Linked DNA regions of Ovis aries: region 1 is linked to region 2. A link is a contact called in public Hi-C data. All regions are on one chromosome and are shown on one strand. The core of a region is the stretch at or near the end of the contact, and the rest is flanking DNA. Distances in the headings are between cores, read along the strand shown.

What was found. A called contact is a pair of places that touch in the nucleus more often than the background predicts.
Region 1: a Hi-C map of hypothalamus shows a contact between it and region 2, with 5 times the contacts expected there. The contact joins the enhancer-like site here to the promoter of MACF1 in region 2. A contact is called at or near these places in 10 of 16 Hi-C or Micro-C datasets (blood, hypothalamus, liver and 6 more).

Annotation. Positions count from the first base shown.
Region 1 is chr1:13,928,871-13,934,386 of ARS-UI_Ramb_v3.0, forward strand. MACF1 (microtubule actin crosslinking factor 1) reads left to right here. Exons shown (of 100, transcript XM_060395413.1): 5 at 1,194-1,286. Among named protein-coding and RNA genes, the nearest start is that of TRNAR-GCG, 28 kb to the left of the region's middle. Within about 2 kb of position 2,516, at least 13 of the 54 cell types and tissues checked have an H3K27ac peak or open chromatin away from gene starts, as enhancers often do. A contact at or near this core is called in hypothalamus, where this site is marked.
Region 2 is chr1:13,796,692-13,801,773 of ARS-UI_Ramb_v3.0, forward strand. It overlaps MACF1 (microtubule actin crosslinking factor 1), which reads left to right and starts at 2,062. Exons shown (of 100, transcript XM_060395413.1): 1 at 2,062-2,381. The coding sequence starts at 2,288.

The DNA of each region.
Region 1 (5,516 bases), core at 1,266-3,765, 130 kb after region 2:
GAATTTTGGAGGGACACAGCATTCAGTCTATAGCACCGGTCATTAAGTTGAAGTGAGGATGCTGCCTGAGGTCTTGAGTACATGAAGGTTTCGGTTTAGCTGAAGAGACAAAGGAAGGGCAGCTTCACGGCAGCTGCCACAGTTGTCAGGAGCTCCATGAGGGTATGACAGAGACTCACGGGGTGGAGGTGGAAACAGGCTGGTTTTCCTAGGACACTCTGAAAGGCCCCCATCCCAGGAAATCCCTCAGTCTCCAGCACACAGGGATGGTTAGTCACCCTGGTGGGGGAAGGGCCTCTGTGTCTGTGTACATCGTGTTGCTGGAATGAGATTTGAGGAGTAAGGCAAGTGCTGTGGGAGGAGGGGAATAGGTGGGACAGGCCAGAGAGCGGTGAGGGATGGGAGGCAGATCTCTCTCTCTCTCACAACCTTGAAAAAATAAGACAGAGAAAGAAAAAAGGGCTGGGAAGACTTAATTAAAAAGCAGCTCACAATAGCAAATGCTTGCGAAATTGCTTTGCTGGTGGGATTGCAAAATGGTACAATCATGCTGGAAAATTGTTTGGCAGTTTCTTACAAAGCTAAACGTATACCATATGACCCAGCAATCCCACTCCTATGAATTTACCCTAGAGAAATGAAAACATGTACTCACACAAAAAAACTGTGCATGAATATAAGAGCTTTATTCATAACTGGCCCAACACGGAAACAACCCAGATCCCTTCAGTAGAGGAGTGGATAACTATTGTGTGTAGAATACAGGTATAAGGTATACAGGAATACTCCTCCACAGTGGAAAGGGGCAGGCTATTGCTCCAGGCAGCAACATGGATGGGGATCTCACGGCCATTGTGCTGAGTACAAAAAAGCCAGGATCTGAAGGTTACATACTATGGGACACCATTTATATAACATTCTGGGTAAAGCAAAGCTGGGAACAACAGATCAGTGGTTGCCAGGATTTAGGGGTGAAGGCAGGATTTGACTGCACAAAGTCCCGCCTTTTGGGGTTGATGCTCCTGTTTTGTTACCCTGATTATAGTGGTTGTTAACACAAATCTATACAGATGTGAAAACTCAAACTGTACACCGAAAAAAATTAACTGCGTATGAATAATGAAAATCTATAAAAAATGAAATCAAAACAAAAAGTTGCAGAGCTCTCAGACTAGCTTTTGTTTCTTTTTCAGGTGAAGCTAGTGAATATTCGCAACGATGACATCACAGATGGCAACCCCAAGCTGACCCTAGGCCTGATCTGGACCATTATCTTGCACTTCCAGGTAGGGTCTGTGAAGTCTGGGGTCCTGGTGTTCAGTCTGGACGTGGCCTAGACAGAGGTAGAGATTGCTCTGCTTTCCACAGGCACACTGAGCCTTCCTTCTCCGTATCTGTCAGTGAATGAGGGAGGGGGCAGAGCAGGGGCTCTAATGGAAGATGAGCATTGGCCTGGAGGCAACGCTGTTGCAGTGTAAACCGAGAACTTCCTCATCATTTGCATGACGAAGGGGGATTTTTCACCTATTTATGCTGTGGCTCTGGCACTGACAGTCTAGTTACTAGCAGTCTGCCCAGCTGAGTCAAAACTGGCTCTTTGGGGACTCAGAATGTGAGGGATGAGGCGAGATGTTGGATTTGTTGCTCAGGAAGGGTGGGGTGAAGCCTTATAATCCTGCTTGATGTAGACTTTTCTTCATCTCTAATGATCTTAAACAAGCCTGGTTAATTGTAGCACTGTCTTAGTCAGGTTGGGCTGCCGTAATGAACACTGTAGGCTGGGTGGTTTGCAGCAAGCATTCAGTTCTCATAGTTCTGGAGGCTGGATGTCTGAGATCAGGGTGCTAGCTTGGTTGGCTCCTTAGTGAGGGCCCTCTTCCTGGTTATATCCTCAGGTGACCTTTCCTTGGGGCATGCATACACAGAGATCTCATGTCCCTTCAACTTTTCATAAGGGTGTTAATCCCATTATGGAGGCTCCACTCTCCTGACCTCATCTAAACCTAATTACCTCTTAAAAGACCGCACCTTCAGTTACCGTCGCATCACGGCTATTATGGTTTTAATATATGAGTTTCGAGGGGACACAAACATTCAGTTCATAGCAAGCACCTTGGGATATGTGCTTGTAAACACAATCTTGTAGCGTCCATCACACCAAGAACAGTGGCATCTTGGTAGTGTTCACGTGGTTACACAGCCTTCCTGTTCCTTCTCCCTAAGGCAAATCCTCTTCAAGTCTAGGTACTATTGGAAAGTCACAGCCCTATTTTTATAAAAAAGACTATCTTGAATCACGTTAGCTCAACTTAACCAAACTATTTCTCAGACAACTCTCGAATACCCAACTGCTGTATGCAAGGCTAATAGATGACAGGGATCACTTCTTGAGCAGGTGGGAAAAGAAGGCTTATATAAATATCTCACTCAAGGGGCTGACTCCAGGGTCCCTGTGGCTGTGATGTCCCAGTTGGGGAGTCAGCGCCACCTGCTGGGTGAATGCAGAACAGCAGGTGTCCCAGAATTCCTGAGAATCTGAGAACTTCTGAGAACTCAGGGATTATAATTTCTTGGGGCTCTGGTTTGGAGCCGCTGCTGACAATCTGCAGCATAAGTATGCTTAGGAAAGCGTGGAGGTAACATGTGTTTTTGTGGAACCACAGGGTGTCCTCAGGCATGCTTTGGATATAGGGATAACCAGGAACATGAACTTGGCAAGTGTGCCTTGGCAGGGTTGGAACAAGAACCTTGTTGAGCTTTCATAGCGTTATCCCCTTGGCAGTCTTATGAACAGCGGGCTGTTCTAGAGGCATCTTTTTGGTTGTTTGTATGCCACAAACCATCTCTCACTTTGAGACACCAGTGCTATCCTGTAGCCGTGAGGTAAGAGGCATCTGCCTGCTGTGTCTCCCTTTCTCCTGACTGCAACTCACTCAACAGAAGGGGACTTCAGGGGCCAAGGAATGCAAACGGAATTGGCTAGTTACACTTCTCCTGGGACAGAAGATGTGGGGATAATGGTCCTTAACTGAGCATGCCATTAAGAAAATGTCCTAGAATTCTCCCTCTTTAAACATTTATGAAAAATTTCAGACATTGATAAATGCAGAGGAAATGGTTTAGAACGACCGTGTACTCGTCACTGAGCTCACCAGCCACTAACTCGTGGGCAGAGTCACACTGTCTGCTTCCTGATCCAGTCATCAAACCCTCCAGTAGGTTATTTTGAAAGGAGTCCCAGACATCATATGATTTCATCTGCGAGTGTTTCAGTGTGTCTCTCTGAAAGAGTCTTCATTTAAGCAAAGCACAGTATTATAGCTCTGTAAAAATCAGTAATTTCTTAAAATCATTGAATGTCTAAGCAGTGTTTAGGTTTCCCCAGTTATCTCATTTTAAAAATGGCTTGTTCGAATCCAAAGCCCACACATTGCATAAAATCTCTCTTCCCCTCTTTTTGTCCCCTTAACTGTTTGTTAAAGAAATCAGTCTTTTGTCCTGTGCTGTTTATGGAAAAGATGCTGGTGGCGTCTCTGGATGTTTTCTAACAGTCTCCTGCATCCTTCTGTATTGTCTGTAAACTGGTGCTTTGGACCTAGACCTGAGGCTGGATCACATTCAGATTCCCTTTTTTGTGCTGGGGCAGGGCAAGGATGGTGGTGTCGAGTTGCATACTTTGACTGCTGCACATCAGAATGTCTGTTATCTGTCTTTTCATCATGTTAAGCTTAATTGGTGGGTTCAGGTGTGACCAGCCTGATCCATTCCTTGTAGACCCTTTCACCCTTAGCAGCTACTGTTTCATTGTTTCATTAGAAGTTGCAACATGGTGATACTCAAAATTCTGAAATTTTTTCCTAAAGCAGAACTTTACCTCATCAATTACTCTGATAGTTCCTTTAAGAAAGGCAAGATAAATTTTGCCCTCTGTTTCAACAGTTTTCGAAATAATTAGTTGATTCTCTTAAGATTCTCTGTAAGACCAATGAAAGTTTCATTGTTGATACTCATCTTCCCTTAGTAACACTGTGACTCTCGGATTTCTACCAGACTTAAATGTGTTCCGATTGAATATTAGCTGTCATTCTTTGTAATATTCAGCTCGTCCTTTGGCCAGTGAGTTTTTTCACATTGACTCTGAGTCCTTCCTCATGATCCATATAGTCTTTGATAATGTCCTCTATTTCTTGTATGAAGAGCTGTTCCAGATACTTTTTGTATATTTCCTGTTTCAGGCCCAGGATTAGCAGCTTCTCCAAGGAACTGAAATTCTTTATTGACAACAGTCTGAGTGCTTCTTGGGTTGGTCACTCTTTCTGGGTGTTTTCTGTGGACAGAACTAGCCAACATTTGTATTTGACTTGTAAAAAGAAATCAAGAATTTATAATGTTTCTAATTGGTATTTAGAATTAGAGTTTTATTCAACCTCTTTGACTTTGTATTCTTTTTTTTCTTATGCTAAAAATCTTGATCCAAACAAAGCAAGGGAATATTACTTATTCCCTTTTCCATATACACACATGCAAACACGTGGATGCAAGTATGTATAAAATCATGTATATATTATAGTGCATATACAAAGTCATGTGCATAAATGCACAAATTTGTATATTTGAATAAAAATAACCATGACAGTGCTTTAGTAACAACACAATTACTGAAAAGTTTGTGATTTCTTTGCAGTTCTTTTTGTGCTTTAGTGTAAATCTCCTAAGGACATAGAAATAATTTTATATTAAAGCCATTTGAAATAACTTCTCTCTGTGTTGTTAAGCCATCAGTCTGATACAGAGGTTCATTTGTATTTTATATTTTTTCAGTTTTTAGCGATTACTGTTCTCCCTTTCAATTTTATTTTGCATTATATAAATCATATATACTCTTATAACGGGAAATTTCAAAAAGTGAATACAAGGTGTGTTCAGAGTTTCGTTTCTGCCCCCTCCATCCTGTTTCTTCTCTTTCCAGCTGTTTTAAAGCAGCTTTTGGTCATCCTATTGGTTGTTTATTTTAAAAAGTAGATTCTTTTTTAAAAACAACTTTACTGAGGTAGAATTTACGTACCATAAAATTGACCCATTTTCGTGGTATAATTCAATGATGTTTATGAGTTGTACAGCCATCACCATAATCCAATTTTAGAACATTTTCATCATCCCACAAAGGTCCTTCTTGGCCATTTATAGTTATTCCATTCCCATCCACAGCCTCAGGCAGCCAGGAATCTATTTTCTGTTTCTATAGATTTGCTTATTCCAGACATTTCATTTAAATAGAATAATATAATATGTGCTCTTTGTATCCCACTTCTTTCACTTAGGAATATTCTTGTGGTTCATCCACGCTGTAGCATGTATCAGTGCTTTGTTCCTTTGTTGCAGAGGAGGATTCTGTTGTGTGGGTATACCATATATTTTGTTTATCTGTTCAGCAGTTGATGGCCATTTGGGTTGTTTTCATTTTTTAGCCATTATAAATAACGTTGATATGAATGTTTGTGTGGATATATGTTTTC
Region 2 (5,082 bases), core at 812-3,311:
ATGTAGCAGCCGCAGGAAGGGATGGAGCAACTTTCCAATTTACTGTGCTGAAAATGAGGAGGCAGATACTGTTTGGGGGCGAGGGTGGAGGTGTGTGTGTCTGTATGTTTGTGTCTGGGCTTTCCTAGTCCTCTGCTATGAAATAATATAGGAAATGCAGATGACTCAGCATGAATAGAGTCAAGATCCTCAGAGTTAGCATTTCTATATTCTCTGCTGTTTACCAAAAATGTGCTTATGCCATCAATCACTGACTTCTGCATCCTGCATTTTCTACTGAAAGCCTTTTATTTTAAAAAGAATAAACCTCAAGCTTCTTCTCTTCCTTTTCTTAAACTGAGCTCATTAGCAGTTGATGCCAAACTGTGAACTAGCTTTTTCTGAGCACAGAGGACTAAACTGGAAGGAAACGAGCATTTGTCCAAGGCGCCTCCCTGTCTGTCCTCTTTCAGGCCCTTCCCTGTATGATCTCTATGCCTAGAAGTTGGGCAGGTCAGCAAAATTTGATGGAAAAAGACATGATTAATGACTTGCTCACACAATTTCTGATCATGGTATGATGTGGAAACAACCATCAAGCACCTATCAGTGAAAAGCATCATCTCTTCTTGTTATTAATGTGCTTGCTGAGCACTAATCAAATACTTGGCACTACTCATAGCGTACAGAGATGCAGGCCTTGCCCCGGGGTGAGAAGCTTCTCTTAAAAATCTGGAGAATGGGAACTGAAATGGAAGCCCAAGTCCCAAATTTGTCAGCTCAGTGTCACATGAATTCTTTTTTGACTTGCTAGTGCGCTGTTATTGTGAGATCAGTGAGCCTAATTTTTAACTCACAACCACATTCCCACCTGCTTGCTGCTGCCCTCCCCCTAAACCCCCAAAATTAACAGACTTGCGGAGGCTGGGAAGGATAATGGCTAGATAGGTGTAGATGTGGGCAAAAAATCACCTGCATTTACCTGAGTTCCTCACTGCTCTTGCCTCAGTGCAGCCCATGAATACTGGCCTGAATGGAGGATCAGAGGATGTTGGGAATGCCCTCCTCAAAATGGTCCTCAGTATATTCCTACCTGCATTCCCCAGCACTCTTTCTTCATTCTTTCCCTTTTCCCTGAGGACAGAGAGTTAGTGGCTTGCCTTTTTCTTCTGTGAGCAGTTAGGCTCCAGAATCCTTTTGTTGCATAGCAGACTCTGTTCAGCCTCAGGTCCCCACATTTCTCCCTTTTTATTTAAGCCTCTGTCCCTGTGGCCGTCACGGTGTAATAATATTCCTGTTGCATCGGTTCCCTGTAGATGTGTTATCTCCCCTCTCTCCTCTTATTCACCCCACGGTTCAGTCAGAATCCTGTTTTCCTTCCCTCAGTTGTCATTTCTCAGGCTCTGGCTCCTCGTTCTTGGCCTGGTTTATTTCATGGAGCTGGGATTCAGTTTCTTCCGTTTCTGGAAAACCCTTTGTTCCTGGGATTCTTTGTGGTCTGAGTGTTCCCTTGGCCTCGCCCGGCAGCCCGTCTGGATCTTGCCCCGGCTTCCTCCTGACCGTGTCTGGCCCTGCGACCTATCTAGGTCTTTGGCTCGCTCCCTAACCTTCAGCGTCCCTGGGTCCTTCTCCAGCCGCGGCACAGGCCCAGCTCGGCTTCTCTCCAGCCAGGGGGCTCCCTCCTTTGTCCCGGCTCCGGGTGTGGGCCCGCCCCGAGTGGGGCAGCCCGCCCGCCCCGCCGAGTGGGCCCCGGGGCTCTCCCCCACCGCGGCGGCCGGCCGGGCCTTTCATCCCGACGCGCCGGGAGCCTCCCACCCGGCGGGGCTCGGGCGGAACGCCCCCGCGGGGGCCGGCCTCGCGCCCCCCACCCCGGCCCCGGCCGCGTCCCGGCCGCGCGGGGGGCCCACAGACCCCGGGGGTGGGGGTGGGGGTGGAGGGGGTCGCGGGGGCGGCCGCTCGGGGCCCGAGGAGGCGGCGGGGAGAGGGGCGGGGAGCGGGCCGGGCCTGGCGCTCCTGACGGGAGGAGCCGCCGCCGCCGGCGGGGCGGGCTGAGGGAGGAGCGGAGCCGAGGGGTGGGGAGGCGGAAACGCCAGCGGGACCGGCGGCGGGGCGCGAGCGGGCTGAGGAGCCGAGCGCGAGCGGCAGGCCGGACGAGGCGGGCGCGGAGCGGAGAACCGAGAGCCGGGGGCACCGCCACCACCGCCGCCCTCGGGCCGCACAAAGGGGTCGAGGCTGGGGCTGCCGCCTCAGCGCGCCGGCCTGGAAGCGGCGCCCGCCGGGGCCCCGGGAGAGCGCGGCGCGGGCGGCCATGGCCGGCTACGTGCCGGGTCAGCAGCCGGCCAACCGCAACCAGGAGAAGGAGTTCGTGCAGGCGTACGAGGATGTGCTGGAGCGCTACAAAGGTGCGGCGGCGGCGGGCGGGCGGGCGGCCCGGGCCGGGGACGGGCTGGAGCCGGGGCCCGCGGCAGGTGGGGCGGCGGGCGGGGTGGCGCCCACCCGCGCCGGGGCCGGGCCGGAGCGGCCGTGGGCCGAAGCCGGCTCGTTTCTAGAGTTGAGACGAGCCTCCGAGCCCTCTCCCACCTGGGACGGCGGCTTCACAGCACTAGTTACATTATGAGCCCTGTTATCTGGCCTCTGCTAGAAGGAGGCGAGGCCAGGCGCCGCTTCGGAGACCAAACGCGGCGGGGAGTGCGGGGAGGAGGAGGAGGAGGAGCCGGGGCGGGAGAAGCCACCCGTTCCTGGAGAGGCTCGGACCTCCGCGTGCCCGCCGGGGTCCCTCGCCCCCTTTTGTCTCCTTCGGCCTCCGATCAGTCGCGTGGCAGCGGAGGTTGTGAATCACCTTGGTTCCTTGGGGGTCGGGGTGGGGGGCAGTGGGTGAGCGTCGGGCGGGGTCGGTGAGCGTGCAGGTTTGGTGACGAGGTCGCCTCCCACCCCCAGCCCCTGGGCTTCCAGCCTGATCGAGGCAGGGGTCTACTGGTCTTGGTCCTCCCGACCCCCTAAAAATTTGTCTTGGGAGCTCGGATTTCCAACCCCTGGAAGCTCTCTTGCTAAGCAGTTCTGCAAGTTAATGCCTTGTCCAAAGCCTGGGTGTCTGCAGAGAAAGTTTTGACAGGCCCGGAGGCTGGTGGACCGCGTTTGCCTAACTGCTGGAGGTGCCCTTTAAGTGGAAGCAGGGATTCGTGGCCTCGGTAGGCCCATGCTTTGATTTTTAACATCTAGTTTTGGGATTTTGCTTTGTGTGGCGGTTGTGCTTGCCACAGACATGGAGATTTCCCCAGAAACTACATGGACAGCACTTTCTCCTGTTTTATTCAGCTGGGGCCCTTGTGACTGGGCCTTTAGTTTCTTTTCATCTGAAGGAGAGGAAACTTCAGCCCTTTTGACCGAGTCCAGCATACTTGTTTATGGCAGCCACTCAGTGAAGGGAAACTAATGAAGAAGCTGTAAAACGCTCCATCCCCCCGCCGTGCCATTAGAGCTCTGCTTGGGAATGCAGCAGAGAGAGAGAGAGGTAAAATGCTGAAATGGACCTGTTTAGGAGTTCTACTTGTTCCCTTCTGCATCAGCTCCTGTAAGCTGTCCAGGTTTTCCTGCCTGCAGCAAGTTTTCTGTCAACCCCCTTGTGGTCTTTCTTTTAAGAAATGTGGTTCATTTCAGTGCACAAAGGGATTAGATTGTGCTGCTGAACTTCATTAAAAAAAAAGTGCTGCTAAGTGGATGGTTTCATTAAGTTTCTTTTGCAGGATTTTGGGCAACTCTTGTGCCCCTCTGGGCCTGTCTCTGGCTGCTGTAGCTTTAAAAACCAGCAGAATTAAAACAAAAATAAGTGAAGAAATCCCAGTACTTCAGTGGATCATCTTGCTGGTGGCCTCCAGCTGAAAGGAAGTGCGATTGCTGGCAGGTGAAGCTAGGAAAGAAGGGGGAAGTAGGGTTTGTTCCAGGAGAGGCTCCTGTGTCCAGTCCTTTTAGCTGTTTCACTCAGTTTGGCCTTCCTCTGAAGGACTTTGATCAGGTGTATAGGAATTTGATCCTTCCCAGACACAGATCTCTTTTTTGAGGGGAAGAATGAGTCAAAAATGGTGGGCCAGAGTCAATTAACTTGAGCTATATGAGACTGTTGTGCAGTCTGCTTTATGCTTAAGTGCCAAAGAATTTCTCTCCCTTCTCTGCACCATTCTCACTGGGAAGTCAGGGTGGATTAGCATCCGAACCTTTGTTACTTTGCTGTGTGGAATTCCTGCATTTTCCAGACTTAGAAATCCCCTTATTACCTTATAGAGAACTGTTTGCCTAAGCTGGAATCAGTAGAGTGAGCAGGGGAGGTAGTTTGTGAGGTTAAAGCCAAACATTCTTTTGGAGAGAGTTGGGGAAAGAGATGTTGATGATGATGGGGATCCTAGACACTCATTGTTTGACCCTTAAATGACTTGGATCTCTCTGCTTCTATTAATTTGTAGTCTCCTCACTCTACAAATGAAACAGGATTTTCGTACTCAGGAGAGCTAAAGTTTTCAGTTATATACACTGTCCCAGAAGGGGCAAAGATGAGAAGGGAAGCGATGCATTTGCAGCCTGAGGGGAGTAGGGCAGTATGTGTTGCGGCTGTATTAGGGTTGGTTGTCAAGCATGGGTTTTTCAGAATTGTGCCTGGCAACCATTTGCCTGTGTGTTGGTAGTGAGCATGGTTTTGGCAGGATTGGATGCAGCCTGGAGATAAACACTCTCATCTCCTGAATATCCGAAAGGCTCTTGCAGACCTTGACTGGCCAGCAAACAGGAGGTACTAAGTTTAGTTTAGTACCTAAACTTTGGATCCTACCATTTTACAGTGAGCAGCAACCTGACGGAATCAGGATAGATTCTTCATTCTTCTGATCCTCCAACGAACAATTATTAAATATCTTTTAAAGGTAACATAGTGTTAGCCATGGAGATGCCAGAATTTTGAATGAGATCTGGTTCCTGCCCTTGGTCATTCATATCTAGCAAGGGAAACATACATGCAAGCAGATCGTTGTGATCCTGTGAGCAGTGCTGGAACCGATGTGTGGGTGAAGTGCTGCAGAAGCAGAGGAGAGATGAGTGTCTCCACTTGGGGTTCTC